2 separate regions of the Oryctolagus cuniculus genome follow, and region 1 is linked to region 2. Evidence: chromatin contacts called from public Hi-C data. All regions are on one chromosome and are shown on one strand. Each heading gives the region's core, a stretch centred on a gene start, on an enhancer-like site or on the middle of the called end of the contact. The rest is flanking DNA. Distances are from core to core; before and after follow the strand shown. Region 1 holds the start of RPS3A (ribosomal protein S3A). Region 2 holds the start of GATB (glutamyl-tRNA amidotransferase subunit B).

Region 1 (5,177 bases), core at 1,489-3,988, 710 kb before region 2:
TACAGATGGAGTACCTGGCTCCTGGCTTCAGCCTGACTCAAGCCCTGTCTATTGGGGGCATTATGAGAGTAAACCAGAAGAAGAAAAATCTCTCTCCCCTCTCTCTCTCTGCCTTTCAAAAAAAAAAAAAAAAAAGTAAATCAACCTTCAAAAAAAGCTTTTACTACAAAAACAAAGTTAATGATTGAAACACAGGCCTCAGACAAATCCCTTGGGTGTTCCTCTTGCTAGAACAAACTAGATGCAGCTGACTTCAATAATGCGTTCCCCTGTGACTTTCTCTCTTGAACGAAATGAGGAACCGGGAAGAAGGTGAATTTGGCTTTTGTTCTGAAGCAGGCAGCCTGGGGGTCTGTGACATTTTCCACTGGGAAAGTTTTAAAGGAGCAAACTGCTGCCTGTGAGGTAAACTTGTCAGGGTTACTACTAGCACAGAAATGAGACCAAGAATTTATTAGGCCCACAATTACATTTGCAGGGACTAATTGACTTCCACTGGTCATTAGTTTTCACTAGTGTGCAATGAGATGGGTAAAAGAAGATCCACACAGTTCTTTGTAAAAATCATGTATTCATAATTTATGGAATGACCTGATAGTAAATGAAGTTGGTATTTATTTAAAAATTTTAATGATTTGTTTACTTCAGAGGCTGAGAGATGCACACAGGGCACTGGTTCACTCTTCAGATACCCACAACGGTAGGGGCTGAGTCAGAGCAAAGCAGGGAGCTGAGCCTTCAATCCAGGTCTCCAACATGGGTGACAAGGACCCCGCCTCCCAAGCCATCACCGTCTGCCTCCCAGGGTCTGCATGAGCAGGAAGCTGTAACCAAGAGCAGAAGCAGGAATCGCACCCAGTCACTCCCGTGTGGGAGGCTAATGTCTTAACTGCTAGGCAGTATGCCTGCCTCCACTGCTCTGTTTGTTTTAAAGTGTGGCAACATTTCAACATTGCAGTCCTGTTTTTGCCCTAATTGCTTTGAGAATGTGGCCGATCCACAAAGTCCAAAAAGCAGCTGATGCTGTTGGATCTCTTGTTAGTTCATTTAATAAATATTTTGAGGGGCTGCTATGTTCCAAGAGATGGGGCATGAATACAAGAAAAGGACTGTACCATGTGCCCTCCTGTTCACAGTGAGAAAGGCACACAGTCACTAGTTACTAACAAATTCCCTGGTGCCCAGGCCTCTGGGAGCAGGTGCGAGGGGAAGCCTGCTTGTCCGAGGACTACACTTCTTATAGCAAGAAGAAAGCAAGCTAGCTGTCTTGGAAATGCACAGATATTTGCCTGCTATGGAGGAGAAATACACAGAGGCAATAGAAGCCTGTGTGGTCCTAAGCAGTTCTAGGAGGCTGCAGCAGGTGGACCTGCACAGGTTAGGTTGTGGTGAGGACAGAAAACAGTCAACAGGGCCAGGGAAGCGCGTCCTCAGCGAAGGACTTGCACTTGTTTTAGAACTTAGGCTGAGAAACATAGAACTTAACCGCTTTTAAGTGCAGCTCAGTGATACTAAGTATGCTCATACTGTTGTGAATCAAGGGCTTTCTCCTTATCCTCCAGGCAATGAGATTTGGAAAATTATTCAGACTTTAGAGGCAGAGCAGAACGTTAGAAAGTTGGTCTTGGAGGGTAGGGGTGAGGATTGGCCAGGGACTGCGGATTGAGAAGCCTGCAGGGGCCTCACAACTGCGGCAGCTCTCTGGCTTAGGCGCTGGGTTTTGTGCCAGAGGCAAAGCAAGAGGAGGGAACTGAGTACACCACTGGCTGTTTGGGTCAGAACCTTTCTAGGGGCTGCACACTTGAGCCAGGGGGCTGTAAGTCACCAGGATGGGCTTTCTTAAACCCCTACAGTTATAGAGCCTGGAGGGCGATTGGTTGCAAAAAACTGAAAAATTTAGAGATTGTATTCCACATTGTCTTAGCTTACCAATGTATAAGAGACATAAAAAAGTACACAGGTGAGCACATAGCTTGATAAATAAATGTTCACAAGGCATGGTCATAGCTGACACCAGCCAGCACTGGTACCAACAGGCAAAACATTATTAGCATTCCTGGAATTACACCCACATACATATTTAACCCTACTAACACACTTAGGAAGTAGCTTGTATTGTTATCCTCATTTTATATAGGAGGTTACATCCAAAACTTCGCAGAAATGGAATGAATAGTTAAGTTTGGGAGTGGCCATTCAGCCTAATGGCCTGCATCTCGCGGGGCTGGTGCTGAGGCGCAGTGGGTTAACGCCCTGGCATGAAGTGCCAGCATCCCATACGGATGCCAGTTCGAGACCCTGCTGCTCCACTTCCCATCCAGCTCTCTGCTGTGGCCTGGGAAAGTAGTGGAAGATGGCCCAAGTCCTTGGGTTCCTGCATCCACGTGAGAGACCTGGAAGAAGCTCCTGGCTCCTGGCTTCAGATGGGTTCAGCTCTGGCCATTGTGGCCAATTAGGGAGTGAACCATCGGATGGAAGACACCCCCCCCCCCCCGGCCTCTGCCTCGCTATAACTCTGATTTTTAAATAAAGAAATCCTTTTTTTTAAAAAAAATGCGTGATCTCACATCAGAGTGCCTAGGTTCAATTCCAGGCTCTACTGCTGATTCCACCTAGTGGAAACCCTGCAAGGCAGCAGGTGAGGACCCAAGTAATTCGGTCCCTGTCACCTTTACGGGAAACCTGGATGATTTCCCAGCTCAGGCCCAGTCCCAGCTATTGTGGTCATCTGGGGAGTGAACCAGTGGATGCGAGCTTTCTCAGTGTCTGTCTGTCTCTAAGTAAGTAAAAAAATTTTTTTTTAATTTTATATTTCTCCCTCACTGCCTTTCAAATGAATAAACAAATCTTTAAAAAACAATTTAAAGATGTTTATTATGGTGCAAAATTTTTTTTTGAAAGCCATGCAATTTCCCATGAACTTTTTGAGGGCTTCTCCAGTGCATGCAATTCAAATGCTTTTTCTTTTTTTATTTATTTATTTATTTATTTTTTGACAGGCAGAGTGGACAGTGAGAGAGAGAGACAGAGAGAAAGGTCTTCCTTTTGCCGTTGGTTCACCCTCCAATGGCCGCCGCGGCCGGCGCACTGCGGCCGGCGCACCGCACCGATCCGATGGCAGGAGCCAGGAGCCAGGTGCTTTTCCTGGTCTCCCATGGGGTGCAGGGCCCAAGCACCTGGGCCATCCTCCACTGCGCACCTGGGCCATCCTCCACTGCACTCCCGGGCCACAGCAGAGGGCTGGCCTGGAAGAGGGGCAACCGGGACAGAATCCGTTGCCCCGACCGGGACTAGAACCCGGTGTGCCGGCGCCGCTAGGCGGAGGATTAGCCTAGTGAGCCGCGGCGCCGGCTCAAATGCTTTTTCAACAAAATAAACTTATTCTTAAATTCCAGTTTCCCACCAACTTCGTGAAGTACACGACACTGACGCGTAGAGCGTTTGCAAGGCTCAGTGGCGCCGAAACTCGCACTTGAACCAGGCTCTGTTGCTTGATTCCATACACTGGACGGCGAGTCCAGCCGGCGTCTCCTTCCGCGGAAATTTACTTCACGTCACAGCCTCAGACACCGCCGGCAGCCATTCCCAAGGACCGAAGGCCACCAGGCACCCGCCTCGCCACAGCACGGCCTCCGGACACACGAGGGCGCTGTCGCAGCCTCAGTGGGCGGCCTGTCACTCGCTGTTGTCGCGATATTCTTGAGGCAGGAAGAAGAAACGATCAAAGGTCACGTAAACGACGCGCCCCGCCCCGTTCTGTACGCCTAAGTTCTCGCGCGAGTTGTACTTCCGCCCTTTTGGCTCTCTGAGCACCACCATGGCGGTCGGCAAGAACAAGCGCCTTACGAAAGGCGGCAAAAAGGGAGCCAAGAAGAAAGTGTAAGTGGCGGCTGTTGTGGAGACTTGCTTTCTGGGGTTCTGCTGGAGTGAGCGGGTGGGCCCTTGGTCGCGGCGTGGGCCGGATGGCGAAGATGCCGGTTGGATTGCGCGGGCCGGGGGCAATTGGTGCACGGCAAACAGCGGCGGCCTGGCCGTGTTGGTTGCTGTGTCGTGGCGGGCTGGCTGCTCGTCGTAGCTTTCGGGGCCTTGCGGACGCGGCGGTTGAGCCGTGTTGCTGGGGAGAGTTCGGCTGTCGGGACTCGCGGGGCTGCCTGAGTTGCGTGGCAGCCCGTGGAGGAGCTGCGCTCCTAACTTCACTGTCGGACAAAGTTTAGCCCAGAATCAGATCGCCAGTTAGCCTCCTAACAAGTGGTACTGGAAGGAAAAAGCTTAGAAAAGCAGTCGGAATTAGGTGATAATGCAGTGAATCTTAAAGGTGTTTTTAAAATTCAGGGTGGACCCATTTTCTAAGAAAGATTGGTATGATGTGAAGGCACCTGCTATGTTCAACATACGAAATATTGGGAAAACACTGGTCACGAGGACCCAAGGAACCAGTGAGTATCTTGTTCTGTTTCCTTACACGGGGGCACGGGAACTGTAGCATGTTCTGCCATGAGTCCTGGCCGCGGAGACGCTAGGGAACTGTCAGCTCCTGGTTGCAGCTTCGGCACCGCTGCTGTTTTACACGGTACTGAGATGTGCGGGTTATTTTGAATTTCTGATGAGCACTGTTGATCATTCATCTAGATGGACATTTGTTAAAGCCAGGCATTGTAATTCTGTTACCTTAATGTCTAACCTCAACTCGGTGCAAGACTTTGTAGGCTTGACTTTGCTTGTGTAGTTCCTAACGCTAACAAGACTTTATTTAATGCTCGTTCTGTAGAAATTGCGTCTGATGGACTCAAGGGGCGTGTTTTTGAAGTGAGTCTTGCTGACCTGCAGAACGATGAAGTTGCATTTAGAAAATTCAAACTGATTACGGAGGATGTTCAGGGCAAAAACTGCCTGACTAACTTCCACGGCATGGATCTTACCCGGGACAAAATGTGCTCCATGGTCAAAAAATGGCAGGTGAGACTAGAGGCCCCCTGTGTGCCTGTGGTGCAGCGGGGTGCGTGACCCAGCATGTCAGGGTGTGCTGACAGAAAGGAGCGAGTCGTGTAATTGGAACTTAGATTCGTTCTCAATTCCTGTTTTCCCAGTACTGTTGAATGTTAATTCTGGGGTAGGCACCCCTGAGTTTGAGCATAAGTAGGCAAGCTATGGTTCTTCTGATTACTAACCTGTTTATG
Region 2 (5,292 bases), core at 1,593-4,092:
TGGACCTTACCCTGTAACACCATGGTTCAATGCTGCTTCCTGTGGTTAGACTCTTGCTCCTTTTTCATGTGTCTGCCCAACTCCCCCCTGGCTTCTTAAAGAGTAGCTTGATATCACTCTGCAGCAACCCTTCCTTACCCAGTTATCTCATATTTATCCCTCCTCTTACTGAATTTAAGTGTCCTTCCTCTGGGTTGTGAAAGTATCCTCTGCATGTATCCATCACAGGAGCGACCACACTGCACTCTATTTGTTTATAGCATACATCTCTACCAATTGTTGAGGCCCTCACAAGCAAGGATCTTTGCTCATCTGTAGGAGCCAGTTCATATAGCACAGGGTCTGGAATTAGGAGGCATTCTAAAATGTCTGTGAAATGAGTGAATACTCACACGTGCATGAAATATTCAGACTTAGAAAAAGATTCAAAGATGGGTGGTTCGAAAACATTTAGCCCATCCCACTTCACCCCCAATTACCTAGATCTGAAGTATTTCCCAAGAGTCCTGCCCAGATACTAAAACAAAGACATCACTAACTATGATCAAAATGACATAACCATTTCCAATAAAAATAGGATTAAACAAACACTTACCGGCAGAGTTCCAGGCAGAGACGCATCAAAAAAAGAAACCAAAGAATTTGGAGGTGCTGCAAAGCGGACTTCAGCTCCAGAGAACAGTTTAGAGTTGGAAGAAATCTGGGCATGAATTTCCAAACCTACCACAGCTGCCCATTCCTGCGCACTAAAGAGAAAGAGATAAAAAGGTTAAATAGTTACATTCTTCACCACGTATCAACTTTTAGGAGCCTAAATCCCAAAGGTTAATTGCCTATACCTGATTTTAATGTACTAAAGTTTTATATCCTTACATTTAGAAATGTGTCATATTGTTTTGGTTACTACATCAAGTCAATGTATAAGAAACACCTACAGTGAGATTGGCAAGGTAAAATTCATTTACAACAGGACACCAGGCTTGCTGTACGAACTGGAAGGTGATAGAGAGGAAAACAATTTAGCACCTAGAACAATTTAGAAACGAGTATCAGGTGACAACTGCTTGGCTGACTTCAGCGAAAAGCAGCATTTTCTAAATTCACTGCACCTTATCAATTAATCACTCAGGAAAGAGAGCTGATCTTTCAAAAACTTCTTAGAATTAACATAAATGGCATGATTCTGCAACTAGAGAAATAACAGTAGTAAAAAAAAATTCTCAAACATGTTTGGAATTCACTGTATAACAATGATGTGCAAGTACAATGACACAGTGACACAGGTATAGATCACCACTAAATGGTATTCCTGAAAATTCTGTGCAAAGGAAAACAGTAACCCACTAGACGTGTCTTGCTTGTTTCTAGAAATCATTTCCAATTCCTGAGATCCAACTTTAGGTTCCTTTGTTCATTCATGCCTGACTGCTATCAAACCTAAGAAGCTGTTAAAAGCTATAAAAATCTCTCTTATCCAGCCATTCTTACTGTGCTGGGTCTGTACACAGGTCTTTCCAAGTTCTCCTAAGTGTGGCTTATTCCCTATGAAATCCACGTATGTTCTTATCCTGTCCTTCCCCCAAGCAACTCTGTGTATTATACAGGTTTTTGTTTATATGTATTGGCATTTGTTTCAATCATTTCAACATACAAAGTTCTACATCTAAATTACTTCAAGATTAAGTACTTTTTAAAGTTTGGAAGCCCATAAACGAGAGGAATTCAATCAAGAACTCTAGGAGTTCTGCATTCACCAAAGCATGATTCAGATTATTTTTGCAGTATCATTACATGGCAAATACACACACACACACACACACACACACACACACTACCCATTCACAGGGAAGTTATTTAATATATGCAAAGAATAGAAGTGGAATGCTTCCGGACATTTTCCCTCTGCTCCTCCAACTGAAAAGCAAAAATATGCCAACCAATCTCAAAGAATAAACAAATATTAGAAAAGCGCCTTATGTTCCTGTATTTCAAAAGAAACTATTTAAATCTTCTACAGTGAAGCATTAAACAGCTGTTCAGAGGATGGCTAGCAAAATAAGCAAAACTCTCTACATAACCAGAGGGAAGATAGCTCCTATTGGCTGCATCCTTCTAAGTTTAGACACACGTAAAACATCAAACGCCTCTGTAGAGAGCTGGTGTTTTCTAACGACTCTGAACCACAACAAACTCCAGAGTGGTCTACCTTTAGAACACCACTAGCGCATAGCAGCGCTCAACCCTCGCTGAGAGCTAAATATTACCCCGAATATAAGGCCACCCAGCCCGCGGCAGAGGCAATTAGTAAGGTGTATGAACCCACTCCTCTGTCTGCTTAGCTTTTGGTTCAAGAAAATACTTGCTATTTTACACTCGAAAGTTCCCCGAATACGCCAAATTGAAGACAGTGATTTACGTGTGGTGGCGAGGATCACACGGGGTGGTTGGTTTGTTTTTCATTTAGGTTTCTGAGCTACAGAGAGTATCTCAATCCCTTCCCGCCCACCAGAGCGTCTTAAACCTGGGCTGTTAATGGCCATCATCTCCCCTGACCCGCAGGAGCACCCCACACTTTCAGTGGACAGTAGTGGTATGAAAATAATAATACCCTTTCCTCGGCTTCTGGGCCGTGTGGAGGGGCTGCTGAGCCACTGAGCTCTGTCCCCTTATCCAGTTGAATGTGGCGACAGTTCGATGGCGACAACCCCTGTCAACCAAAGCAAAAGTCCAGCGACTTCCACTGAAGCCGCAGCGCAGCGTGGGCACCGCCATTGCACCGCCACGGTTCTGGTCAGGTGGCGCAGCGTCTCCCTGGCGCGACGCTCTCTGGGAAACGTAGTTCCGGAAATGTTTAAAATCTTTATAGACTCAGACAGGAAGACTACTATTCCCGGCGAGCATTGCGACTTGAAAGTCGCCGGAACTGTGGCGGGGAGGGGAGGGAAGGGGAAATAGAGGAGAGCGTGGGAGGGTTTTTGGGTCGGGAGGTGTGACGACTCCTAGCGGGGAGTTGGAGAGGTGTTTGCCCGCCTGCAAGTGTGTGAATGTGAGTGTGTGTCAACTCAGAAGCCTGGGCGAGGTTTTACAGCGCCGTTAACCTTGTCAGCTGAAATAAATAACCTTGACATCACCGGGAAGACTTTCCGAACCTCCACACCCACTCTCTTCTCTATCAACTCTCCTACTTCACACACCAAATCAGGTATTCATGCATCAGATACTTTTTTTTTTAAGATGTATTTATTTACTTGAAAGTCAGAGTTAAACATAGAGGAGAGTTAGAGAGAGAGGAGTTTTCCATCCGCTGGTTCACTCCCCAGTTGGCCACAACAGCCGAAGCTGTGCCGATCCAAAACCAGGAGCCAGGAATTCTTCTGGGTCTCCCACGCGGGTACAGGGGCCCAAGGACTTGGGCCATCTTCTACTGCTTTCCCAGGCCATAACAGAGAGCTGGATCAGAAGTAGAGCAGCCAGGACTCGAACTGGCGCCCATATAGGTTGCCGGCACTGAAGGTGGCAGCTTTACCTGTACGCCACAGTGCCGGCCTTTGCATCAGATACTTACTTGGTACCTTGGTCAGGTATGGTTCTTAGCTATTGGAAATACAGCCAAGAGCAGGGCACTCATGGCCTCTGGGTTCATGGAGCTTACATTCTAGCGAGAGGAGACAGCATAAAAGAAGTAATAAAAATAAGATTTTCATGTAGGTAGAGTACTACCTTTAAGCAAGGTTGATTGGAGATAGACCTAGATTGAGCGTTCATGTGCATTTTTACTTTTTTAGTTCTTGACCAGCATACGAAACACTTTCTATAAGCAAGAAACCCTTGATGGCACATACCATCATCCCAGCAGAATTACTTTATTTTCTCAATTCAAAATGCATTCTATGGGTCAGCGCCATGGCTCACTTGGCTAATCCTCCACCTGTGGCGCAGGCACCCCAGGTTCTAGTCCTGGTTCGGGTGCTGGATTCTGTCCCAGTTACTCCTCTTCCAGTCCAGCTCTCTGCTGTGGCCCAGAAGGGCAGTGGAGGATGGCCCAAGTCCTTGGGCCCTGCACCAGCATGGGAGACCAGGAGGAAGCATCCGGCTCCTGGCTTCGGATCTGCACAGCACCGGCGATGGTGGCCATTAGGGAGTGAACCAATGGAAGGAAGACCTTTCTCTCTGTCTCTCTCACTGTCTATAACTCCCTCTGTCTCTCTCTCTCTCACTGTCTAACTCTGCCTGTCAAAAAAAATGCATTCTCTATCATTATATTTTGATTCCTCTCTTAGTGCTATGACTAGTGGATGTTTATCTTACATCTCCCCAAGTTCCTTGTCTGCCAATCACCATAGTATTTCCAGAATACAACATAAGCCGCTCAAAAATATTTATGGAAAGTATTGACCACCATCAAGAATGACACAGTAACTTTCCAGACAGGGAAATTCATGACCAACTGAATACTTCAGAGGAAAAAATTGGCCCTTGATGTCCTCCACCCTGAGAAGGCAATAGTCCCTAAGACAGAAATTCGAGAAAAGCTAGCCAGAATATACAAGACCACCCTGACCTCTTCTTTGTAGTTGGATTCAGAACTCATTTTGATGGTGACAAGAAAACTGGTTTTGGCATGATTTGTATTCTTTGGATTATGCAAAGAAAAATGAACCCAAACATGGACTTGCAAAACATGGCCTGTATGAGAAGAAAAAGACCCCAACAGAACCTCTGAAAGGAGGGGCTGGTGTTGTGGTTAATCAGGATAAGCTGGCTGGCGCCGTGGCTCACTAGGCTAATCCTCCGCCTAGCGGCACCGGCACACCGGGTTCTAGTCCTGGTCAGGGTGCCGGATTCTGTCCCGGTTGCCCCTCCAGGCCAGCTCTCTGCTGTGGCCCAGGAGTGCAGTGGAGGATGGTCCAAGTGCTTGGGCCCTGCACCCCATGGGAGACCAGGAGAAGCACCTGGCTCCTGCCTTCAGATCAGTGCAGTGCACCGGCTGCAGCACGCCGGCCGCGGCGGCCATTGGAGGGTGAACCAACGGCAAAGGAAGACCTTTCTCTCTGTCTCTGTCTCTCTCTCTCACTGTCCACTCTGCCTGTCCAAAAAAAAAAAAAAAAAAAAAATCAGGATAAGCCATGCCTGCAATGCTGGTATCCCATATGGATGCTGGTTTGAGTCCCAGGTGCTCCTCTCCCAATCCACCTCCCTGCTACTGCACCTGGGAAATGAGTGGAAGATGGTCCGAATGCTTAAGCCCCTGCCACTCATGTGGGAGACCTGGGTGGAGCTCCAAGCTCCTGG

Evidence for each region. A called contact is a pair of places that touch in the nucleus more often than the background predicts.
Region 1: a Hi-C map of an unstated tissue shows a contact between it and region 2, with 4 times the contacts expected there. The contact joins the promoter of RPS3A here to the promoter of GATB in region 2. A contact is called at or near these places in 2 of 6 Hi-C or Micro-C datasets (psoas muscle and an unstated tissue).

What each region holds. Positions count from the first base shown.
Region 1 is chr8:13,514,034-13,519,210 of mOryCun1.1, reverse strand. RPS3A (ribosomal protein S3A) reads left to right here and starts at 2,738. Exons shown (of 7, transcript XM_002716902.5): 1 at 2,738-2,780; 2 at 3,396-3,879; 3 at 4,333-4,436; 4 at 4,769-4,956. The coding sequence starts at 3,818.
Region 2 is chr8:12,804,260-12,809,551 of mOryCun1.1, reverse strand. GATB (glutamyl-tRNA amidotransferase subunit B) reads right to left here and starts at 2,842. Exons shown (of 13, transcript XM_002716908.5): 1 at 2,609-2,842; 2 at 596-746. The coding sequence starts at 2,772.